2 separate regions of the Anas platyrhynchos genome follow, and region 2 is linked to region 1. The links are chromatin contacts, called in public Hi-C maps. All regions are on one chromosome and are shown on one strand. The core of a region is the stretch at or near the end of the contact, and the rest is flanking DNA. Distances in the headings are between cores, read along the strand shown. Region 1 holds the start of BID (BH3 interacting domain death agonist). Region 2 holds the start of MICAL3 (microtubule associated monooxygenase, calponin and LIM domain containing 3).

Region 1 (5,624 bases), core at 2,097-4,596:
AAAAAAAAAAATCCCTCTCTGTTCCAGCCTGTTTTCTCCTGTTTGGTTGTGTTTCATCATTTGTTTTTATGCACACTTGCTTCATTGGTGTTGAGATTTTAGCACCTCAGATGGCCAACTGAACTAAAAAAAAAATAAAGTCATTAATTATTTTTTCTTTTTGTTGCTGGAGTTACCATTTGTTTCCCTTGCGTTCATTCCCACAGTTGATGATAGAAGAGGAAGCCAGGAGCCTAAGGGAAGGTGATCTTGAGATGAGATTAAAAAAAACACAGGTTTTACAGGATTTGATGTTGGCTTTTCTATTGGCAGAACAGTTTGAGCCCTGCTGAATTACCTGGAATACAGCTGGATCTTCACAAAGCCCCCAGCACATGGTCCTCCTTTCTCCAATTTTACGTTGCTGCTTCTATGAAAAGAAATTGCAATATTAACTAAAAAGGGGGGAAAGTAATCAAAATTCAATTGCAGGAACTAGGATTTACTTTCTATAGCTGTAGTTCCCCTTCCTTAGTTTACAGTCCTGGCGTGAGCCCTGGTACAGTTGTGTTCAGCAAAACAGGAAGAGTGACACCAAGCACCTTGCTGCTGATGTCCCATTTTGCTTTAGGCCTCCACCACTGCACGCCCTTGGTTCACCCGCCCTGTGGCAGCTCAGGAAGGTCAGGGAGCTCCACGCAGCTCCAGAGCGGTCTCGTCAACATCCTGGAAGGATTCGGAGGTGAAACCTCACCAGCGTGTGTCAAGAAAAGCCGTCTCACCCGGGCATCTCCTGTTTGAGAGAGAACAGATGTTCAGCTCGAGTGCTGGGTGTTGCATCCAGTAAATGCCAGGAGTTTAAAGCCCAGAGGAACTGCAGCCGCTCCACGGCACTGCCATGATCAAGTATGTGAGGCGAATCATAAGACGTGTGCCTTATATTTAGCAGGCAGAGAACACGCAGGATGTGGGAAATCCCGGCCGGGGATTTCCTGCCCGCCCACCCATCTTCAAAACAAAGGATAAACTCGGGTGTTTGTAAGGCGGCTGTTTTAAAGCAGACCTCCTAGGGCACCAGGAAGGGGATGCCGGGCCTTGTGGAAAGTTTTGTCCCCAGCGCAGTGGCATGGCGCTCTCCTTCAGTCAGGCACCTTGGTAGGCAGGTGGGCGCTTCTCTGGGGATGTTTCAAGCCCTGCAGTTGTTCCTGTCTTTTTTTGGTCTCTTGTTCTCAAAATGAGAGAAAGCTGAGTTAGCTGGGAGGGATCTCTGCTGGCAGAAGGCCGCGATTATTTCTGCTCTGCGCAAGTCCCTCCCTTGGTGCCAAATATGAAGTGGGTGTATGGGAAGTAACCCCTGGACCCCCAGACACAGGAGCTCAGCTCCTGTTCATGGCTTAGGGCACTTGACATCCTGCTGCCTCAACACCTCAGGGGCTGCCCCTCAGCCTATGCCCATCAAGCACCCAGGAAGGCTGTCTGATCGCAACCAGGTAGCCACAGGTGCTGCTGTTTTATGAACGAACAGCCAGGCCCACGGGGAGACCATCCTGCCTTGTTTACTCCGGCCAAGAGCCACGCTGATCCTGCAGAGCCCTGAGGTGAGCAGCGTCACGCTTCCTGTACAGATTAGCCATATGTGGGTAGGCAATAACACCAGAAAAAGGCTCTCTAACAAAGCACTCCTGTCTCAGGAGCCCTGCATTGTGGCAGCTGTTGCTTTCAGTTTCAATGGCTGATAACGTAGCCCTCAGGAGCCCCAGCACTTTTACACGTGGCCTTCCTTCCATCGAAGCTGCCTCATGCTCTGCACGGGGACGGGCAGGCCAGTGGTGAGGCAGAGAACCGTGACCCTCCCCAGATCCTGGGGTCCAGCAGTGACCGTGGCATAAAAACGCCGCTGGCTCTGAAGAACAGCATAGGAGGGAAGATTTAGATAGGTTTGTTAGGAACACATGATGTCAAGATGTGGCAGCGCCTCTTTTTGGCAGCAGAGGAGAGAGATCATGCAATACAGCTCCTGCGCCTGGATAAAGGCAAAGATCCAGGGTGTTGTTTTTTTTTTTCCCACTTCTGTGTATTTTTCTCTATATTATACAACTTCACAGGAAAAAAATAACTAGAGATGAGTTGTGCCTAATAGTAAGAGAGAACAGCAGGTGAAAAACCTGGCATTCTGGCCTTGTGTAAACAGTTTATGAAAAAAATGTTGCAACTGCTGCCTACATTAGCAATTGTGCTTGTAAGTTCTGCATACAGGTGAATGCAAACCTAATCCTCCCAGGATATGACCTGGCCGCATGTCTTTCCAGGAAAGGGGACTGGAGGTGATTCACTTTAAAACCTTGAGCAGGGCCTGAGCGTGTCTTCCTCCCTCAGATCCCAAGCAGCAGCAGCAGCAGCGGAGCTGTCACGAGAGAGAAGGGTCCTACAGGTGGTGGCAGGCGAAACCCACAGTGCTGGCATGTGGGTGCTCGACCGCATCCTCCCAGAGAGAGGGAGGGGGCCTTCTGCTTCTCGTTAAGAGATATCACTTGATGGAAACGATGAAGTTGCCTCCTTCCTCTTACACAGCACTCAAAGGAAGAAAAAAAAAACAACACCCTGTCCAAACCAAACCTCATAAAAAGTACCGTTTCTCTTGGCATGTTTGCTGTAGATGCCTGTAGGCAGCAAGGGAATGAGTAAACAAAGATTTCCAAACCTGCTGAGTATATGGTGCTTTTCTGAATGTCTCAGATATGGAACCACGTGGTTTCTTTTAAGTGAAAGATAACATCGCTTTATTATTAATATTTTGTATAAAATACATGAAATAATCCAACTTACTCGGGTGCCAGAAGCCAAAAAAATATGCAGATTTCTGAGGAGAAACATACGGCTTCTTTGACTTAAGAAAAGAGAGAAAATCGGGGTTTTGCCTACGTGGGGCTAACAGTGAGTCCTTTCCAAGACCAAGTTCAGCAGTTTGCAAGAGGGAAGTCTCCCTGCACGTCTCTTGTCAAATTCCTTCGGAATTTAGAAAACTTGGCAGAGGACGAGCGCATTACTGGAGCCTGACTCAGAGCCCGTTTGCCCCTGATTTTGTAGGAATGCCGAAAATAGCGAGCCCTCCCTCGCCACAGCCTCGGGGTGCCCCGTGTCACAGCATCACCGAGGCTCGAAGAGACCCCCCGAGATCGCCTCCGACCTGGCGCCAGCCAGCCCTCCCCTGACCCCATCACTGAGGGGCTCCGCGGGGCAGGAGCGCGAGCCTGAGAGGAAATCTCCATGTGAAAGAAACGAATTTATTTTAAGCAGTGCCACGGCGAGCGGGACGAGCTCCTGAGGGAAACTTCGTGCAGGCGGCCCATGGCGCTGGCCCGGCGCCCAGGGGCGGTGCGGGGCGGAGCGGGGCGGAGCGGGAAGCATGAAATGGCGGGCGGGCGGCGGGGGCAGGGCGAGAGCGGCAACGGCGAGGAGACGGAGCCGCCAGCACCGGGGCTGTGCCCGCAGGGTGAGTGCAGCGCCGGGGAGGGGGGAGAGGAGAGCAGAGCGGCGGGGCCAGCAGCGGGCCGGCCGGCTTTGTTCCACCCGCTGAGCCCTGCCTTCAGCCGCTTGTTTTTATTTTTATTTGCGTTTAACTCGCCGCGCTGTCGCCGGTATCGCGATGGGGCTCCCTCCCGCGCTGGCTCTGGCCGGCCGCCAGGTCAACCCGCTGTTGCTCCCGCCGCTGGCTTTGTCCCCTCGGCTGCTCTCTCCCAGCCCGTATGGGGCCGTGCCGGGAGCTCTCAGCCCAGAGGGCGGCTTTCGGGGGCTTACCGGGGGTTGATCCTGCGGCAGGGACCCCCGAGGGATCCCTGCCCTCCAGCAGGAGGGACGGATGCAGGGATGGGGGGTGGCAGTGGGGGAGTAAGGGAAGGGCGGCCCCTGCCCGTTCCCGCCTCTCGGAGCGAGTCTGTGGCGACTTTGTTTTTTTAAAAGAACAATATTCTGTAACGTTAACTAAACATCGGGGCGCCAGCGCCTCAGAACTAGTTAAACCATGCCAGGCTGTGTGCGGAAGGCCCAGGCTCCTCTCAGAGCAACGCGCCCCCTGCTCTGGTGTTTCCTGGGGTATCTGGGTTAAAATTTCATGCGCTTCGTTCACGGCCTCCTCAGCCCTTCGGTGGAGGAAGGAGTGAGGTGGTTCCCCAGCAGGAAATTGTTTCTAAGGTGTGCTTTCTCTTTCCTTGCAAAGGGCTTTTAGAAAAAGTCCACTTGTGTGTGTTGGGGGGGTGATTGGGGGTTCTCTTATCAGCTTTTTTTTTGGGCTTTAGTCAAACCGAAACTTTTTTTTCACCTGCTTATGAAAGCATAACATTATGAAAGATACTGGTTGAACAGGAGGTCTTTCTGCATGGTCTTGCATTCTTACTTGCCTTCCTCCTTCTCATAAGTACCTGGTTGTATCTGCTGAATTTAGGAAGGAAACAAGACCACTTGGTTAGGTGGCTTCGTTGGGGTCCCACCAGCCCCTCGCTGATTTCTTACACCCAGGTGTAAGCTGGCGCAGCTCGGTGTGCTGTGTCCAGCTCCATGCCTAACCAACACCATCAGCAGGATCGTGCTGCCTGTGCAAGCCTCGAGTCTCCGTGCTCGGGACTCCTGTGCTTGGGTAACGTGGGCGCCTTGTAGAGGTGCTCGGTGGCTTTTGATTTCCGTTAACTCCAGATCAGTAAGAGCTGTGGTAACTGTAATTGGGGAAGGCTGGTGTGTGCGTCGTCTGTGAGCACTCGTGACATAACTGACCCCTGTTCGGTTGTTTCCTGGTATTGTTTTTCCTGTGTAACAGGATGGCGGGGTCACCCTCGCTCCTCAGAAGTCTTGAGGAGCTGGCAGATCGAACAGATTATGCTGAGATAGGATGGAAATGTTTTATCTGGAGGCAGGCAGGCACATAAATCCTGTGACTGCCACCTCTGGAGACCTTTCCAGAGTGGCTTGGCATCCAGAAGTTATTGCTTCCCTTATTGCAGGGTGCACAGGCGAGTAGGACGTAATACCTGATACAGCCTTGAGCCTGTAAAAGCCCCACACACAGCCTGCTGACATAACTGCAGGGTGGTGGCTGTGAGAGGTAGGCTCCTCCATAAAGGCTCCTCCATAAAGCTGCTCCTGTTGCCCCTGGATATGAGCTGCCAAGCAGCAGGGGGCTAGGGGAGTCAGCCCAGCTGCTGGTTTTCTCTATTGAAAGGAACTGACTGCAAAAGAGCAGGTTTCATTTCCACCTGTTAGCAGCCCCTCAGCTGAATTTACCAGCAAATCTGATATTTCTTTGCATAGCACCTTCCTCTGGTTTTCTCTTAGCATGCTGTGGCTTTTTGCCTGCGTCAGATTGCACTTTATTTGGAGCTGGAGTTATCTTCATATCTGTGTGCTGTACCAAGCCAAATGCTTGCAAATATTTTTAATTAGGGGGTTGAACTTGTAGATTGACTGGAAGTGCGAGGCTCCTACTTGAAGTTTGATCCCATTTTACTTTTGGATGGCTTATATCGGGATGAGGAAGCTGGGCTAGTTAAAACTCATCAGTTAATGGTTGCAGGATGGATGTAGCTGGTCCTTTTCCTGAGGATTTTGTATCTTTTTTGACCCAAGCATGCCTCCTGGTCATGGTGGGGCTTGGC
Region 2 (5,889 bases), core at 2,280-4,779, 160 kb before region 1:
TCAGCCTGCTCCCGGCATACAGAAATAGGACCAACTCCTACAGGCTATCATTAGGCATTCTTCAGGCAAAATTCTGACTGAAGTTGGTGGAAGTTTTGGCAGAAGGGCTGTAAAACTAATTACATTCCTCCCCCAAGTATATATATTGGATGGTGATGAGAGATGAGAAAATACTGCCTAGAAAGAAAGTCCATTAATAAATGAGAACTAGATGCGGGGAAGAACAGTTGATTGAATTATTTATAATGCAGTTATAAAATTGCTGAGTTGCTGGGCTTTCCAGAAACCTATCGATAACAGGCATGACCGTAGCAGCAGTTAATAAGACAAGCAGGAGCAAGGATCTCCATGAAAATCAGGTATGGAAATGTCTCGCAAAAAGCCTAGCATAGCTAAATCATTTAGCACAGAAGGTATTTTAGAGAGGTGGTAACGCTCTAATGGCCTGGAAAACTCATTGTGAGTTTTTACCAGCAGTGCACCACAGAACTTCAAGCAAAAACTGAGCAAGTGTGGTCCCCTCTTTTAAAAATAGAAAAAACGGCATAGGTGCTCCCTGATAAGGCTAACTATAGATCATGGTGAAAAAGGAAATATGTGCAAAATGTGTGTAAAAAGTATCACTGGGTAGTGCCACTAAGAGAAAAAATGAATGTCAGCATTTAAAAGAATGAATATTGCCACAGGTGTTTTGTCAGTTATCTAACTAGTGACCAGTGATGACAGCAGATATGCTGTATTAGACAATCTGTTGCAATGTCTGGAAAGTTTAACTTTTCAAACCTTCGGCGCCTAAAAGAAGTAAAAGTGAAAAGACCAGCGAGGCCTTTTTCAGCCTTGACATCTCTAATTCCCATGCATGCACTCCCACTGCAAACAATCCACTCCCTTCCTACACGCACAAACACACTCCCTGCCTTTATCCTGCCCTCGGACCACACACGCATCTACCCGCTTGCTGCAGCCTCCTCCCTCAGACACAGGAACCCCTTCTCTGAACCCGCTCCTCAAAGAAAGGTGTGTTTCCACCCCGGTCCACCAAGTTGGAGGGTTTTTTTTAAGGGTTTATTGATGTCCCCTGTCACAAACTCCAGACAAAGCAGTCCTTTCTGTGAGGGAACTTCACACCCAGGAATGTGGTCTGGACATCTATGGACAAAGGGACATTCATGTTCCCGCTCCTCTTGCCTCTTAATCCTAAAGGAAGAACAAATGTGCTGACGTTAGACTTCCAGCTGGGTTTAGGAAACATGTCCTGCTGCGGATGCATGTTTACAGTATCTCTCTTCTTGTTTGTGGTGTGAGGCAGAGGTGTGCAGGCACAGGGACACGCTCTGTCTGTGCTGGCCTGCATTCAGCAGCCTGGATGGCTTTTCCAGCCCGTTAGCCTCCGAAGCGTTCCGCTCATGAAATTAGCTTGATGAGGCGACTGATAAGAAAATGGCACTTATTAGCTGCTGTCATTTTTATACCCTCTTCCAGAAGTAATGGTACAGCAACTCATGATCCCATTAAACCTTCTAACGAGTGCTCTGACTGTGAAAGGACAAAGCTGCAAACAGCCAAGGCTTCTTGGTGCTGCAGGCCAGGCCCGGCCACCTCCTCTCCCCTGTGTCCCCCTGCAGCTTGCATAACCCTCGGTAACCCAGCACTGCTCCTTCTCAGGATCGTCTTCTCCAGGGCACAGCTTCGTTCTGAACGGCTTTGTGCTATCACACCCAGGGGCACCAAGTCTCTTCCACCAAGCCAAGCATAAAAATGTCTGGAGGGGAGGGGGGTCGGCAAGACAGATGTATTTAATTATATGTGCCAGCCAGCATTTCCCCTATGTGAGATTAAGTGTGCAGTTCAGCTTCTGATCTAATTCCATTCTTGTTTAACATCACTGAGGAAGGAGCCATAAACTGCCCACTGTAATGCAGATTTTTATAACGTGCTTTCATATTTTCAGTAACCTCCTGTCTGTATGGAGTCAGGTGCTTGTAACCCTGGGTGTACTCGTAACTAATTTTTGAACAAGCCACTACGCCACCATGCCAGGACTGGGGGGTGCTGTTAGAGCCCAGCATCTTCAGGGTGAAGGCTCCAGGCTTCCCGGGACAGTCCCGAAATGGGCTCACCTGCTTTGCAGACATACTTCTGTGCTGCCCTGTCTTGCAGCATTGTCATGGCCACCGCTGTATTTGGTGATGTTCTCCAAGCCCCACGTTTTGGAATCACGTAAGCACAGGAGAAATATAACTTCTCCTAAACCAAATTAAATCACAATTTTCTTTTAGTATTGGCGAAAAGCTTGGAAACTGAGTCTGAAGGCAGAAGCAAAGATGAGTAACAAGACTTTCATTGTTACTGTTATTGAAGTCAGGGATTTTTGTAGCCCACTCACAGTTTTCTGAATGTGGTTCAAGTCTCCCTAACCCTTCTGGCTGATACTGCTGCTCTGAGCAAGTCCCGTCCCTGCTGCTTCAGATTATATTGGGAAAAAAAAATGTACTTAATCCCCTGCCATGATAGGATCTTTAATATCTGGATTTTGGCATCAGGAGGCCTGTCCCTATCCAGCAGGTTATGATGAGCCATCGTCAGGGAAAGCTCAAGCAATTTGGGTTAAAAGTGAGGACAGGAAAGTTAGTGTGGGTTTTAACTGCTGCTTGTTTGTTTTCATCCCTACCACCTACGCGTACAAAGAGCTGTATTTGTTACGGGCATCCTGAGAGAGGAAATCTCTTACCTTAAAAGAAGCACTTGGCATTAGGAGAGAATAATATGGAGAGCAACAAAGAACCATTAGTGACGTTTTATTAAGAAGATGAGATAAATAGTCTCTCGTAAACAAGTGGTATTATTTAACTATCCAAGGATTTGCTTTCCAAAACAAGCCTGAATTGTTCATTGTCCAGCAAAATAACGCCTGCTCTGCAGTCCTGACTTCTTCTCTAAATAGAGCACAGAGTCTGTAGGGCTCTGTGCCTGCAGGCTGTCCTACCACATTACTAATGACATTTATGTCAATGCTGTCATAAAAATATTTTAAATAAGTAGAGAACAGCAATGTTAAGACCGAGAAAGGATAAAGTGAGGAGGCTTTAGTTCAGGAGACAGGAACAAAGGAGCTCTGCCTGCCCTACAGCTTCCCTGTAGCTGTAGACGGGGCCTCACAGACACACTTGCACTCGCTCATGTTGGCAGAGAAAAACCTGGCAGAACAATGCCCCATTGCTGCCTCAGCTGCTCGGTCACCTGCTCAGACAGAATTATGGCACCCTGTCCTAGCTGTTCTTCAGGCACTGGTGGGCACGCATTGATGCTCCGAGGTTTGCCAGAACAAGGTTCCTCTTCCCTGTTGTGCATGTCGCAGGGTTTCCCAGGGGCAGTGAGGGCTCCCTGGGGATGCTGCCAGCATTGCCACACCGTAAACAAGATGGGGCTCCGTGAGGGGAGCAGCCAAAGGTGCACGTGTGGGCAGGAAGCACTCGCTGTCTAAAACAGCCTTCCTTGAGCATGGGTGGCTTACCCTGGTCAGAGGCCTGGGAGGAGGAGGAGGAGGAGGAGGGGGCAATGCGAGCATTTGGGGTTGCCGCTGCCGCCCGGCTCCCAAAGGAGACCACTGCTGCGTTGCCATGGCAGTGGTGACGAACTGGCAGCCAGAGCCAGCATCGCCCGTCTCCCCCAGCCCCTGCGCGATGATGCTCCGGGAAGGACGCGCAGAAGGAGCTTCGCATCCCAGTCCCCAGCTCCTTTTTACTTCGCCTTCACCTTGCAGAGCTAAAGAAAGAGAGAATTGCCTGTGCAGGCTTTCCGGGGAGAAACCTGTGCGGAGGCAGGGCCCGAGGAGCAGCGAGTGGCTCTGATTTGGGCGCTTACCCTGGCAGAGGCGGGCGAGCTATGAGCACCTGTCGGGGAGGAGCTGACTTGTGTGAGAAGGTCACTTCTACAGCCTTGCTCTGTGAGTACTGACCCCGCTGGCCTCTCGCGCCTTCCGCTGAAAATGTTTTTTATCGTTTCTTAGCAACTACAAAAATCTGTTTTTCCCTGCTTTGAAGGGGAGGGATTTTCTATTGTGCTAGCTCTTTTAAACAACCTCCATGCAAAATCTGTGAAGGTGTTACTGCTGGATTTTCTGCTCTAGGCATGAAGTCCTGCAGGGGCTGCAGACTTAGCCACTTGCAGCAGGTTTCTCACCTGCTGGCACCAAGCAAGCATAGTGAAATCCGCATGGCAGTACCTGCAGTTTGCAGTCAGAGCAGCACAATCCACACCTGAATGCATCGGTACCAGGTTGTGCATCCTAGCCATCTGATACAGCGCTATCCAAAGATCAGCTCTTTCATTTTCCAGCCTTTGTTATACATCCTCATTTGTTTTTGTTAAGATGAAGAATTTTAGCAGTAAGCAAACCAAATGCTGCTTGGAACAGGTGCAGAAAGAGTATTCTTCTTATGTGGGATAGGGTTACAAATAATTTCTGTCCAGTGAGCCAAACAAATGCATCAGATAAACCGCTGATAAAAAAGAACGATTATATTGGCACAGATCCACCACACTCCACTGTAGCACATGGATATCATAGGCAAGCACACAAACAGACAGTAGGAAACATACAAAAGCCATGTGTGAGATCAGTCAGGAACAGCTAACAATAGGCATCTCTAAATGTATTAGGGCTACAGAGCAGTCTGAGAACCAGTTTTAAATTCACACTGGCAAAATATTAATTGAATCTCAAGATCCGTGAGAATAATATGCTGCTTTATAAAAAACAATTATGCATTGGAAAAAAAAAATCAAAGGGATCTGGCACACCATAGTTCTGAAATCTTGGTTAAACTGCAACCCACTCACATGCAAGCTAAGGGGATTTTTTTTTCTTTTTTCTCCAGATGAATTTGATGCTTGTTCTGTTCCTTGGCCAGACAGCAGCACTGGGGCATCTGTAGCTGTAATCTCATTAAGACTATTAGACTGTGCTTGTGCTTGTGTTCTGTTGCTGGCATGGATTTAGGCAGCCAGATGATCCTCAGAGCATGGATGGCTCTCACAGTTGAGAGGAGATGGGCTACACTGTTTTTCATGAGGTTTGAAAATATTACAACTTCTGCTTTGGAAAGGCACTGTTTGCAGTCTAGCCGGAAAAGCAAATAGTGACAGGTCCACTCAGTCCACACACAAAAGGGAAATTTATGAACATAGTTTCTGTTTGTGGTAATGGGAGTCACATGTGTAAGTTCTCCACACAATGAAGGCAGAATACACTCCCTTCAGTGTGTAAATAGCATAAAGATGTGCCTGTGCGAGTGCTGGCATGAGATACTGGACTACAATAAGAAAAACAGAAATCAGAAATGAATTATTTGTTCATTTTTCCACCCCAAGAAGCAGTTCTGTGTTCTGCTTTGTCCACTCTGTTACAACTAACACAAGCACTGTAGCTTTTGCTTTTTTTGGAACATTCCACCAAACTTTAAAGTATTTTGATGGCAAGGGATGTTTCTAGGGTCGGACACAAATTCTTCTCATTCCATTTTATTACATTACTCTTCATTACAATTCCTTAGGACTTCATAAATACCTGTTTTTCCTTTTTGCATTCCTGCATCACACAGATATTAGCAGCTGGTTATGTTCCTCTTCAGCAGTGGTGCTTAAGTACTTCTGCATGTAACAGGGTTTCCAGCCCCTCTGTGAACTCTGCACATGCAGACCTCCTGCACATAAGCCAGTACCGGTTTATGTCATTCGTGCATGAGCCTCGGGAAGCCGTCTTTGCTGAATGAATGCCAGTGTACCACACAGTTCATAAATATGTAAAAGTAATGGGCCCTATCCCAACAAGCTCAGATTCAGAAACGTTTAGCAGATGTTCTGGCTGTGGGGGAGGAAAACAGGAGA

Evidence for each region. Hi-C and Micro-C count contacts between places; a contact is called where the count stands out from the background.
Region 2: a contact with region 1 is called in a Hi-C map of skeletal muscle, with 2.0 times the contacts expected there. The contact joins the promoter of MICAL3 here to the promoter of BID in region 1. A contact is called at or near these places in 3 of 8 Hi-C or Micro-C datasets (liver, skeletal muscle and subcutaneous adipose tissue).

What each region holds. Positions count from the first base shown.
Region 1 is chr1:65,336,501-65,342,124 of IASCAAS_PekinDuck_T2T, reverse strand. BID (BH3 interacting domain death agonist) reads left to right here and starts at 3,346. Exons shown (of 7, transcript XM_027466177.3): 1 at 3,346-3,472. MICAL3 (microtubule associated monooxygenase, calponin and LIM domain containing 3) reads left to right here. Exons shown (of 43, transcript XM_072040058.1): 43 at 1-157.
Region 2 is chr1:65,501,315-65,507,203 of IASCAAS_PekinDuck_T2T, reverse strand. MICAL3 (microtubule associated monooxygenase, calponin and LIM domain containing 3) reads left to right here and starts at 3,529. Exons shown (of 43, transcript XM_072040058.1): 1 at 3,529-3,946. It overlaps LOC106017355 (a long non-coding RNA gene), which reads right to left. Exons shown (of 4, transcript XR_011810358.1): 4 at 4,761-5,866.